3 separate regions of the Ovis aries genome follow, and all the other regions are linked to region 1. The links are chromatin contacts, called in public Hi-C maps. All regions are on one chromosome and are shown on one strand. The core of a region is the stretch at or near the end of the contact, and the rest is flanking DNA. Distances in the headings are between cores, read along the strand shown.

What was found. Hi-C and Micro-C count contacts between places; a contact is called where the count stands out from the background.
Region 2: a contact with region 1 is called in a Hi-C map of liver, with 2.3 times the contacts expected there. The contact joins the promoter of BAHCC1 here to the enhancer-like site in region 1. A contact is called at or near these places in 6 of 16 Hi-C or Micro-C datasets (hypothalamus, liver, mesenteric adipose tissue and 3 more).
Region 3: a Hi-C map of liver shows a contact between it and region 1, with 2.4 times the contacts expected there. The contact joins two enhancer-like sites. A contact is called at or near these places in 4 of 16 Hi-C or Micro-C datasets (hypothalamus, liver, omental adipose tissue and 1 more).

What each region holds. Positions count from the first base shown.
Region 1 is chr11:50,783,872-50,787,606 of ARS-UI_Ramb_v3.0, forward strand. No RefSeq gene overlaps it. Among named protein-coding and RNA genes, the nearest start is that of ACTG1, 30 kb to the left of the region's middle. Within about 2 kb of position 1,665, at least 19 of the 54 cell types and tissues checked have an H3K27ac peak or open chromatin away from gene starts, as enhancers often do. A contact at or near this core is called in liver and tail adipose tissue, where this site is marked.
Region 2 is chr11:50,856,452-50,860,604 of ARS-UI_Ramb_v3.0, forward strand. BAHCC1 (BAH domain and coiled-coil containing 1) reads right to left here and starts at 2,098. Exons shown (of 28, transcript XM_042256754.1): 1 at 1,920-2,098.
Region 3 is chr11:50,911,174-50,914,734 of ARS-UI_Ramb_v3.0, forward strand. LOC132657355 (a long non-coding RNA gene) reads right to left here. Exons shown (of 2, transcript XR_009595374.1): 2 at 1-3,561. Among named protein-coding and RNA genes, the nearest start is that of SLC38A10, 20 kb to the right of the region's middle. Within about 2 kb of position 2,153, at least 10 of the 54 cell types and tissues checked have an H3K27ac peak or open chromatin away from gene starts, as enhancers often do. A contact at or near this core is called in liver, where this site is marked.

The DNA of each region.
Region 1 (3,735 bases), core at 415-2,914:
TATGTTCCACCTGCCTCTTCACCCTGAACCCTTGCTGGTGAGATGCTCCCACAGACAGGCTGTGTTGCCCCCTTGGCTCTGCTCCCCTCCTCCTTCCCATTCACTGGGCTCCCGGCCACCCTGATGGGGCCTGTTTAATTGATTCAATTTGTCCAACAGTAAAAACACTCCACAGATGTCAGGCTCCCAGCACCCCACCCCCAGGGAACCAGCAGACACCTGCCAAGGCCCTGAGACTGGAAGTCCTTCCAGGGCCACTACAGCCAGGGTGCAGGGGAGGCCTCTGAACCCCATGATGCTTGCTGGGAGCTGTAGTGGTTGGCCCAACACACCAGAACCAAGGAGTCACACACGATGGCTGAGGGACTCCTCCACTGATGGCATGTGGAGGCATTCTGAACACGGATCAGATTCCAGTCTATCTCAGGGAATTACATTACTCCTAGGTCTTGGACAGGTGATTTCGGAGGTGACTCCTGTGTTTGTCAAGCTGCTGTCCCTAAGCCACCATTAGGACTCCATCAGCAGTGGTTTGGGGGCTTTTCCAGGTCAATGGGGGTTGGAGTGGGTGCTGAGGAGTGCCTGGGGCTTGACTTCCTCCCTTGCAGGGGCCCTGTACCTCCTGTTGTCCTGGTGGTCCTCTTGGTTGACACCTCATGGAAGAAAAGATGCTGAGACTCTTGGTTCTCAGTGGGTTGGGGAGAAGGGGCACAGGGGAACTCTGAGTGGGAGGGGAGTCTAGAGATTGGGAGCCCTGTGTCCATAGCCGGGCCAGTACTGCAGGCTGACTGCCTCCTGAGATTTGTATGTAGCCACCATCGCACTGGGAAATGTCTCCAGGCAGTTTCTGGGGGAAGGTGGTGGGCTGGGAGGGAAAGGGACTAGACCTGGACCCCTGACCCCCTAACCCAGCCCAGAGCCCTCTCCCTGCAAGGGCCTCTGGCTCCTGGGGCCACCACTTTCCACCCCAGAGGGAGGCCACTGTGAAGTGATGGAAGAGGGAGATGATTTAGGGAGAGTTTGCACAGCTGGCCAGGCTGAGGCAGGGGCTTTTGCCCCATCCCCCAACCATCCCCTCTGATTAGAAGAAGACTGTCACTCTGAAAACGGTCTCAGGTTAGCAACATCCGGACACTTGGTCTCCGACAAACTTTCCCTCTGGAAAAATCAAGAGACTTTCTATCACTCACTGGGTACATTTTAGAAAGAGCCTGAGCTCATTTTTTATGGGTTCTTCTTCTCCACAAGTCCTAGGAAACAGGGAGAAAGCAAGGGTAAGTGTACTGAGGGACCGAACTGAAAGCGCTTGCCCAAGGTCAGTCCCAGCACAGGCCGTGTTTCAGGCTGCGGGTTCTTTCTCCTGTGTGTGAGCATGTTGGGGGGAGGGTGGTTGGAAACGGGACTGAAGGGGAGGCCGGCCCTGGAGCGGCCACTTAGTAGGGTCCGCGGCCGCAGCCTGCAGCTCCCCAGTGGCCCCAACCTGAGCTCTGGGATGGGGGTACGCGCAACGGTGGAACGCTGGCGGTACCGGACCCCCGAGGCGGGGCCCAGGAGGCGGGCTCGCGGTGCCGCGGAGGAAAGAACAAAAGGAGGCCCCGCCCCTCCCTGGCAGGCTCCCCGCAGCCAATTGGCGAGGCCACTGTCAACGACGCCCTCTGATTGGCTGCACGGAGACCAATCGGGCGCCGGGGCCGCGAGCCCGTGCGGCCCCACGTGGGGCGGCGTGCGCCGCTGTACTCTGGCCGCAGCGGGCTGAGTACTTATAGTTGGGTGTGCTGGGGGTAACCGTGCAGCGACTTGCGCCGACTGAAGGACCCCCAACCCTGAGGACCCCCCACCGTCCCGAGGGTCCCCGAGTGCCCTTTGCACGCAAAGCACTGTACCATCTTCTGGGTCATCTGCTGTGCAGGGTTAGGGTCGTGGTTGCTCCCGTTGCACACGTGGAGTGAAGTGACAGCTTCAAATCCACCTAGCCTGTTAGGGCGGAAGCCCCTGGAGACCTGGTTTTCTGACTCTGCTGCTCGGCTGCGGGTCCTCACCTTCCCTGGGGGCTTGAGCCACTCACCGCTGTACTCTCCTGACCTCAGGGGACGAGGAAGGAAGGAGCGTGCCATCTGGGCTTGGCCATGAAGGCTGAAGCGGATCGGGTGGAAGGAAGGAAGAGGCAGTCTGCTGTTGGGTGGTAAAGGGGCTAGGCGGGATCAATTCATATATCGATTGAGTCAGTTATTGACACCTTCTACTATTATCCTGGGGACACAAACAGTGGTGGCCCCAGGGGAGGCTTGGAGGCTAGCCTCCCCCTAGTTTCCATTAGTCTCCCCTCCAAGCTACTCCAAGTGGAACATACAAGAATGTTCTTTATGGCCAATTGATGTGGTCTTACATTTTTATGGCACCCTCAGACAGAGTATTTGAGGAGAGTTGAATAAATGGAAAATGAATGAATTAAAGGAGAGATGGTGCTGCCCAGGGCCAGCAACAAAGGGGAGCTGTTACCACTTTGACCTGAAGGGTAGCTGTAGCCACAGGAGAGGCCCATCCTGTAGGAGCTCCGACCTTGGAGGGAGGGATACAGCGACTGGCCGGGAGGAGCCAGGTGATATATATACTGACCTCACTTTACTCCTGCCTGCGCCTCTCATCTGCCAGCTCCTTTTTGGCTGAATTCCAATTAACACGGCGCCCACAGGTCAGCCTTGGGCCACAAGGCAGGGCAGCTGGGGTAGGGAAATGGGGAGGTGTCCAGCACCTGTTGGGAAGTGTGAATAAAAGCATCTCAGAAACATTGCTGTTTTGTTTTGTAGGCAGTGACACAGGATGTAAGTGCACGCCTATGCTGAGGTTGTTGAGAAATGAGTGGGGCGGGGTTCGGCCTCCTCTCTGGTGCAGAACCAGTCCAAGCCCTAGGAGTGGGAAGACAACATGCAAGCAGTGAGTTGAACACAGGGCAGAGCAGTGGGTGCAGAGCATGCTTGTCAGTGCGCGTGGGCCACACAGTTCAAGTGCCTCCTTCAGGAGGCCCTCCCTGATGCTCTCTTTTCATTAAGCGGCTGTCACAGGGCACCGCTGGGACCATAAGTCCCAGGGTCAGGGACTGGTCTTGCTCACTGTTGTCTCTTCACATGCCTGCCTCATCCACAGTACTCAGCACATACTAGAGGGTGGAAGGACCTTTGCATTTTGTCTTGGCATGGTCTGACAGGCTTTGCTCTGAGACAAGGAGTGTTCACACACTTTTCAGGGGGCCTTTCTCTGCCTGGCCAGGTCTCAGTCCCAGGAGGCTCCAAGGAGGGAAGGATGTGTTCCAGGTGTGAAGTTCGTGGTCCAACAAGTTCAGGATGAGGCAGTCTGAGCCAAGGACCCCTGAAAAGTTTGGGGAGGGGAGATGGAAGGAGATGGTGCTTTAGGTGGCTTGGAAGGACAGGTAGGCGTTGGAGCACTGGAGAAGGTGAAGAAAGGCAAAGAGCACAGAGGTGAAACCTCAAGATCCAAGGAGGTGGTTCTGGGAGGTCTGGCTGTGTGTGCACCCCACTACATGGGAGTCAGGGGGCCTGGGCCAAGTACCCCGCCTCAGTTCCCCACCTGTCATATGGTGGTAATAACAGGATTGTCGGGCAGGTTGAAAGAGACTGTATGTGATGTGCTTACCATAGTCTTGCATGTGGTAATTATGGGTTCAATAAATACACGTGAGCTGTCATTATAAGCATTCGTTGTAGTCAAGGAGGTGGC
Region 2 (4,153 bases), core at 848-3,347, 73 kb after region 1:
GAGCTGCGAGCCGGGGGGCACGGGGCGGGACAAAGGGAAAGACGGAGGGGAGGGAGGTCGAGAACCTGCGGCTTCAAAGGCGCCGAAAGCCCGCGGCTGCGCGCACGGGGGGTGGGGGGCTTCCCAGCGGCCTCCGGGGAACCGCGTATACTATGCTTTTGTTTTGTGGGGTTTCTTTTTTCCAATAAGAAATTCCAGAATTGTCGAGAAAGGGAGTTGCTCTCGATTCTCGGGACGCGGGCTTGGCTACCAGCAACAGCTTTAATCTTCACCTTCTGTGGGCTGGATCGATCCTTCCCCACCAGCCCGCCAGACTTTTTACTCGGAAGGCGATGGGTTGTTGTCGCCCCTCCGTGCCGCGGAGATTCTCACCAGGTCAGAGGGGCTTTCTTTTGTGTTCTTTGCTCCGGGGAAGAGGCCGCGCCGCGCCTCCCAGTCCGCCAGAGAGCGGCTCCCGGGGGCCTGCGGAGCACGAGCCCGGCAGGGAGAGGGGCGGCGACGCGCGGCCTCCGCCGCCTGGGCCCGGAGTCTCGGATCCCAGGCGCCGCCAGCTGCGAATCCCAGGGCTCCTAGCCTCCTCCCCCCAGCGCCAAGAGAGACCGCAGCTCGCGTCAGGCCGGACTCAGAAAGGATACGGAGCGAAAGCGGTGGCGTGCCGGGAGCCCCCGCGCCGGCTGGAAAATCGCTGACAAGGGTATTTTGGAAACAGTCGAACTTCGAAACGCCGGGTCCTCCCTAGGACTCCGCGGCGCGATCCCAGGAGTCGCCAGTCTCTCTGCGCGTGGCTCGAGCGCTCCAGGATTGTGGGAGCGGCTCCTTCGGTTTTGCTTCGGTTTTAATTTAAACACCGAAAACCCTCCCTTTGCTTCGGCCGCCCGCATCCTCCAGCGCCGTCTCCCGGTGCGCTGGCGCTGTGGGGCCTGCAGGCTGGGCTGGGGCCCGCGCACACCCGGCGCGTGCTGCTTGGGCGCCGCCGTAGAACCCGCTCCCTGCGAAACGGTCGCGCCCGACACCCACCCTACCTCCGCCAGGAGAGGACCGAGGTCCGTGGCCGCTCCTGGCCCCCGCAACCCAAGGCGCACCCGTCCGCAGATGCCGTCTCAGGGGTGGTGGTCTGAGCCCTGCATGCCGCCCGGAATGCGCTCGGTGAGAAAGCCACTCTGCGCTGACCTCGCTTGGCCCCCTCCGCCACCCTCAGCCGCCCAGGAAAATTTTTTCTGAAATGTCCTGAAATGAATTAGGTTCTGGAAAGCGAACCCCCACGAACCTCGCCGTTACCCCTCTCCGCCCGGTCCCTCGCCCCGCACGCGGCTGACGGCCGGCAAGACCCTCTAGTAGGCGGCTCAGCCGCCTCGGCCAGCGCGAGCCAGCCGGTTCCCGGCGCCGTGGAGCGACCGGGCGGGGCTGACCCAAGGCTGCTCGGGGGAGGGGAGCAACGTGGTGGGGGGGTGCAAACAATTGGGGTTCGTTCGTGGTGCCTCCAGAGCCGGAGCGCGTTGGCTGCGTCCGGGACCTCGCCGGCTGTCTAGCCGGAGCGGCCCGCGCGGCTTTCGCCGGACGCAGCCTGGCGGTCCCTGTCCTGTCGCGATTATTTATTTTTAATGCTGGGTGTCGATCGACACAACAAGCGCTCAGAGCAAAGCAAGGACGCATTACAGGGGGAATTTTAAACCGATCGATAAGATTTTTCAGAGGGGGAAAAAAAATCTCTCTTACATATAGTCCATTAAAAAAAAAAAAAGCCTGTTCGACATTATAACGGATTTTTAAAAAGGGAAGATATATACTTCTTAACATCGCAACCCTGAATTTCTCTTACTAAAAAAAAAAAAAATGTAAATCCCCAAAGCCAAAATAAAAATAAAATAATAATAAAAATACAAAAACAAAAAAAAATGAAAGCAATTTCAGTTACTTACTGGAGGTTGTTTCCTGGATACAATTGAATGCAATACAATTAAACCAGTAAATGTGACTTTGTTTTGTATTCCTATTGGTATTTTCAATGTGCTGACTGTTGCACTGTAAATGCACCGCTTCCACAACAACGACTCTAGCGAGCCCATCCAGAGCGGCTCTCAAACCTGCAGCCCGGCGCGGCGAGCCACGGGCCCTGCATACTAATAAGCTCGTGCCACTCAGCCCGGAGCAGCCGGTGCGCTGATTGGCCGCGCGGCCCTCCGCGGCCGGGAGCTCGTGCCACTCATTCGGCGTAAACAGGCCTCCCAATAGGCTGGCGCCGGGCCAGGGAGCTGCCAATCAGGGAGCAGCAGGGCTACTACCGAGCCCGATGGCGCCTAATTCAAGCCCGGCGACTGCGCAGCTCCTTTGCGCAGATCGTTGCTGCTGAATGGGAATGTGTTGGCGCAGGGCGGGAGAGGGAGCAGGGCCGAGTGGGAGCGCTTATCCACGCCGAGGAGAAGGCTTTTGCTTTTTTTTTTTTTTTTTAAATTTAACCCAGCAGGTCTAACGTTTGGCGTCCAGTGCACAGAGGCCAGATGATACAGCAACACGCGTTGAAGCAGATGCTTTTTAAAATACTTGGGATGTCTGGCAGGTGGCTGAACCCGGCACAGGTAGGCCCGAGATCCAAGCATAGAGGCTTCCTCGGGTTGCCTGGCCCTACTACCACTTCGAGGCTCCACCTGCTCTGACCAAGCTCAGGAATGCCTACACTCTCGAAGTCTGGGTACCACGGACTCTTGAGTCGCCAGCCTTGTCCTCTCCTCCTCTTGCCCCAGGGATCAGAATCTGGGGAGAAGGTTTTGTGTCTCTGGCCACGTATCTGCGGACCCTGTTTTTATTCCCCATGGCTATATTTTTGCAACCCAGCACTGATGAAAATGAAAACCGGGGATTTATGGCCATGACAAAGATTGCCCTTTCTTCATCTGCAACTAGATTTTAAAAATATGTTCACCTTGATATGTACAGTATTTTTTCAATATCGCTCTCCTGCATATGATAAATTCTTGCCCTAAATAGAAAAGCCCCTAAACAAATATCTTCATCGTAATCAGATGCAAACTATTTTTTAGGTTATTCTCCAAATATTTCTGTTAGAGTTTGGTTTCCCAACGATGCTATTTATGCTCGGGAGTCAAGTCTATATCTTAGTGGCGATGGATACATTATTTTCACTCCTCCAGGTGCAGCTCTGCTTCCCCCTCAGGGGGAAAAAAATGGTATTTAACTAGATGCCAACCAACTCGGGCCCGCGCGGTATCCACCGGCTCATTCCGGTAGGGACAGCCGCTGCCACCGCCGTTGCTAAGTCGCTTCAGTCTTGTGCGACCCCATAGACGGCAGCCCACCAGGCTCCTCTGTTCCTGGGATTCTCCAGGCCATAATACTGGAGTGGGTTGCCATTTCCTTCTCCAATGCATGCATGCATACTAAGTCGCTTCAGCCGTGTCCGACTCTGTGCGACCCTATGGACACAGCCCACCAGGCTCCTCCGTCCACAGGATTCTCTAGGCAAGAATACTGGAGTGGGTTGCCATTTCCTTCTCCACCGGTAGGGACAGGAACGGGTTAAGCCAGAGGCCTTCTGTTGTCACCTTTCTTTCCCCGCCCCCCCGCCCGCTCCCTAGGGACCGTCAGGATTGGCTGGCACTCGGCCAGCAGGCTGTCAATCACCGAGTGTAAACAAGGCGCTGATTGGCTGTTGTCCAGTCCGCACAGGGCCTCCTGAAAAAAGCAATTACTGGCTCCGCGGTTTCAAGGCGGCCCCAGGCCGCTTGATGAAAGGAGATAAGCTAGGGACCGTTTCCAGGACCCCCGCGGGCCGACCCTGGCAGCCTTGGAGCCGAGGTGCGGCGAAGAGCCTGCGGATCAAAGGAATCCAGAGAGAAAGGGGAAGCCGGGCGCAAGGCTCCGGCCGGCCTTCCCCCGCGGGCATCTCTGACCTGGGTAGGGGCTTGGGCCGCGGACTGGGCTCCGGAAGTGGGAGCCCGCTTTGGGCGGCGCGGCCGGGCAGCTCCGGAGAGTCCGGGGCTGGCAGGTAAGCGCCACGCTCCGCGGCCCGGGCCTAGGACGCAGGACTCGGCCGGCGCGGTCCTGAGTCCCGGCTCCAGCGACACCCCTGCCAGGTGACGAGGACCCCTGTCCCCCACGGCCTGAGCCCCTGGCCAGTCCCTAAGCCCGTGCCTTC
Region 3 (3,561 bases), core at 903-3,402, 130 kb after region 1:
CCCGCAATACCCCACTGAGGGTGGGTTCCTGGAGCTCACTCTTGCGCCATCTTTCCTGCCCTTGGACACACTGTTTGCCCTCAAGGCTGGGCTCAAGGGCTGCCCTGGGGGCCTTCCAGGCTCTGGGAAGGGGTCAGAGCCGCCAGCTACTCCAGCACTCAGACTGCTTTGTCCTGTCCCATGGTATTCAGGGTCCAGGCCCGTCCCAGAGGGCTGGCGTCCAGTCCAACTGGCTGGCAGTGTGCAAAGTGTCAGCTGGGAACAGGGATCTCAGGAAGAACAAAGTGAGGGTCCTGGTGCCCCAGCCCACCAGCAATGGGCCCTGGCACATCAGGGGTCCTCTGTGAGCTTGGGTTTCCTGGCCAGCTAAATGGAGAATGTCCTTAGCTCCCATGGGTGCTGCAGAAATCTCTCAATCATATTTACCAAAAGGCCTCAGTGCCTTAGAAGGCAGTTGCGTCATTATTGCAATGGGCCTGCCAGTATTTCCCAGAGGAGTGAAGTCCCCAAGGCCCCGGTCTTGAGATGGGATGGTCAGGGTGGAGAGAGGAAGCTGCGGACTTGCTGGGCCCTCTGACCCTGGTAAGATCTTGACTGACCTGGCTTTTTAGCTCCAGGTCCTTGTCGACATTCTGAGACCTGAACGGGTGTGATGGGAGGGCCTGGGCCTTCCAGCTTCGCCCTTCAGAGTGTGGTGGGGGTCACAGAGACAGGAGGAGCCCCTTGACGGTTCTCACCCGCCACAGGAAGCAGCGGTGGCCTTGGCCTGGGTGCCTGGGTTCGCGCGCTGGGCTGCCTGGCCCCACGGGTGTGGAACCGATTTATTCGGTAGCTTTGCCGCTGATTAGTTGCAGGTGAGTGGATGGCACGTGGTTTGTGTTGTAACAATATTTTGGGACAATTAGATTGAAACCACATTGTCTTGGCCCTGCTGGCAGCTCGCCCCAGTGCTGCACTCTTCATGCCCTTTGCGGCTCCCGGGCTGGCCGGGCCACCCCAGCCTTCCTGGGGCCCTGGGGCGCAAGGCAAGGGGAAGGGGGCCCTCGTGCTGGGGGCAGGGCCTCCCATTCTCAGCCCTACCAGGGCTCTCCCCACTGGCCTCCCGCTGACCGCAGCCTCTAGTTGTTCCAGAAAACAGTTGCCAGGAGATTCCCCAGGTCTGGTGGGGGTGGTGGGGGTGGGATGGGGGCCTGGGGGACCCAGAGTGGGACTTCTAGGCAGCAAGGCCACCCCCTTCCCCTCAACATCTCAGTGCATCCCTTTCCTACCCCGCAAAGAAGTGCTCTGAGCACCCCCACGCCCCCCACAAACAGCACCCCCCAGACTGCATGATCCAGGAGCAGAACCCAGGGCCAGGTCTGTCCAGCTGCTGGGTGGGGGAATCTCTTGTCCTGACCACCCCTCTCACCCCACACAATAGGCAGAGAGGGCTGGATGCCAGGTTATATCACTCATATTGAGGGGGGCCATACTGCTTACCCACCCTCCTGGGAAGTGCTGAGGGCTCAGGGCCCATCATTTGAGGGGTGAGGGACTTCAAGGAGGCCCCTGGGGCCAGGCTCAGGCTCAGGAAGGAGGTGGTTGACAAGGCCCAAGCACATGGGAGCAGAGTGGGACCCAAGAACCTGCCCACCTCCCAAAGAGCCAGCAGCACCCCTGGGCAGGGGGCTTCCCTAGTGGCTCAGCATTAAAGAATCTGCCCGCAAGGCAGGAGACACAGGTTTGATCCCTGGGTTGGGAGGATCCCCTGGAGGAGGGCAGGGCAACCCACTCCAGTATTCTTGCCTGGAGAATCCCATGGACAGAAGAGCCTGGAGGGCTATACAGTCCCTGGGGTCGCAAAGAGTTGGGCACGACTGGAGTGACTTAGCAAGCACGCATGCACCCCTGGGCAGAGCCACGTTGCAGGGCTGGGGTCTGCAGATGCTTCAACTCAGATGTTACCCCCAAACTCGTGTGAGTCTGGGGACTTGTGCAGAGTGGGGGTGAGGCGTGGAGTGGAGGTGTGGTGTGGTGTCTCCCGCTCTTCTGGGGAAGCTCAGGCCACACTTCAGGCAATAGCCCTGGCCCAAAGCATTCTGGGACAGCCTCTGGGGTGGGGGTGGAGCCAGGCTGGTGGCAGGGCCGCCCCAGGTGGGTGGGGAAATGTCTCTGGGGCTCCACTTCTCAGTCTCCCCAGCCCTCAGACAGCCTGCTGGAGGTCCGACCACTTCCCCTTCCTGCCTGCATCATTGTCCGGGACCTGTGTTGAGATGGGGGTGCGGGTGAGTTCAGAGAACTGAATTAAGGGGAGGACTTGCTTTCTGCAACAGGATCACAGAGTCTGTGGAGTTTCCAGTTTAATTCGAATAAAGATCGTTAGCAGTTGCTATGAATCTAATGCTTTCTGAATACTTGAGAGAAATGTTTCCGAATGGGATTTTCCTGGAGTTCGGCTCACTTTCCCACTTCAGCCCGTGCTGTTCCTTCCCCGGACCTGAGACTGTCTGCACGGCCTCTGCTCCAGCCTGGGGTGGCTTCACGCTTCCCAGTGACTCTTAACTTATGACACAAAACAGATGGGAATACAGGTCCAGGGGCTGAAACGTCAGGTGTGTCTGGTGTCTGTGAGGTGGCCTGGCAAGCCCAGGAGCTGGTGAGTGGGCCCCAACTAGGGCACAGGGCGTGGAAAGTTCACACACACACACGCACACACACACACCCCACTGCAGCCTCCTCCATCCATCCTGGGAGGCCTGGCAGAGGGACACTGGCCCTCTGCTCTCCCAGCCTCTGGTCCCATGTGGACCAGAGCCCTCCCTGGGACAGGATTGCAGAGGGGTCATGAGGGCCAGGGAGTGGCCTCTGACCCTGTCCTGCTCAGCCCTTGTTCGCGTCAGGCAGGGGTTTCTCAGAGTCTTCCTGCCTGAGGGTCTCTGCTCAGTACAGTAAGGACGACGGCTGGTGGTCATGTGCCTGTGTCCCGCGACCCTGGTCAAACCCTATCGTTCTAGATGAGGACACAAGGCAGGCTTGGGGAGATGGGGAGTTTGTGAACCTGGGTATAGGTTCCATTGCTTTGGAAACCCCTAAAAAGAAGGAGGGTCACCCTGAGGGAACCATTTCTGGGGGCTGAAGCCATCACACTTGGGGTATAAAAGGAAATTGTGACAAAACCCCAAAACCACAAACAGAAAGAGAAATGTATTACACAAAATGTTTGAAATTTCTCCACAATAAAAACATCGTTATTAACAAATGCCAAACACAGCAGAACTGACCTGGGAAATAACAAGTTACAGCCACAAAGAGATGCCACTGCACACCTCCCCGTGGGACTAAACGCAACAAGCAGTTGGCATCGGATGCTGGAGAGGATGCGGGAGGCCTCTTGCTCTACCTGGGGAATGGAAAGCAGGGCAGCCTGGGGATGGTGGTTGGGAAATAGGAGACAGCTCAGGAAAGGTCTTGTCCACTTGCCCTGTGACCTAGTTGTTCTGCACTCAGGTGTTTGTCCAGGAGTTGAAACACATTCACATACTTATACTTGAGTGTTCACAGCAGCCTGGCTCATCAACACGC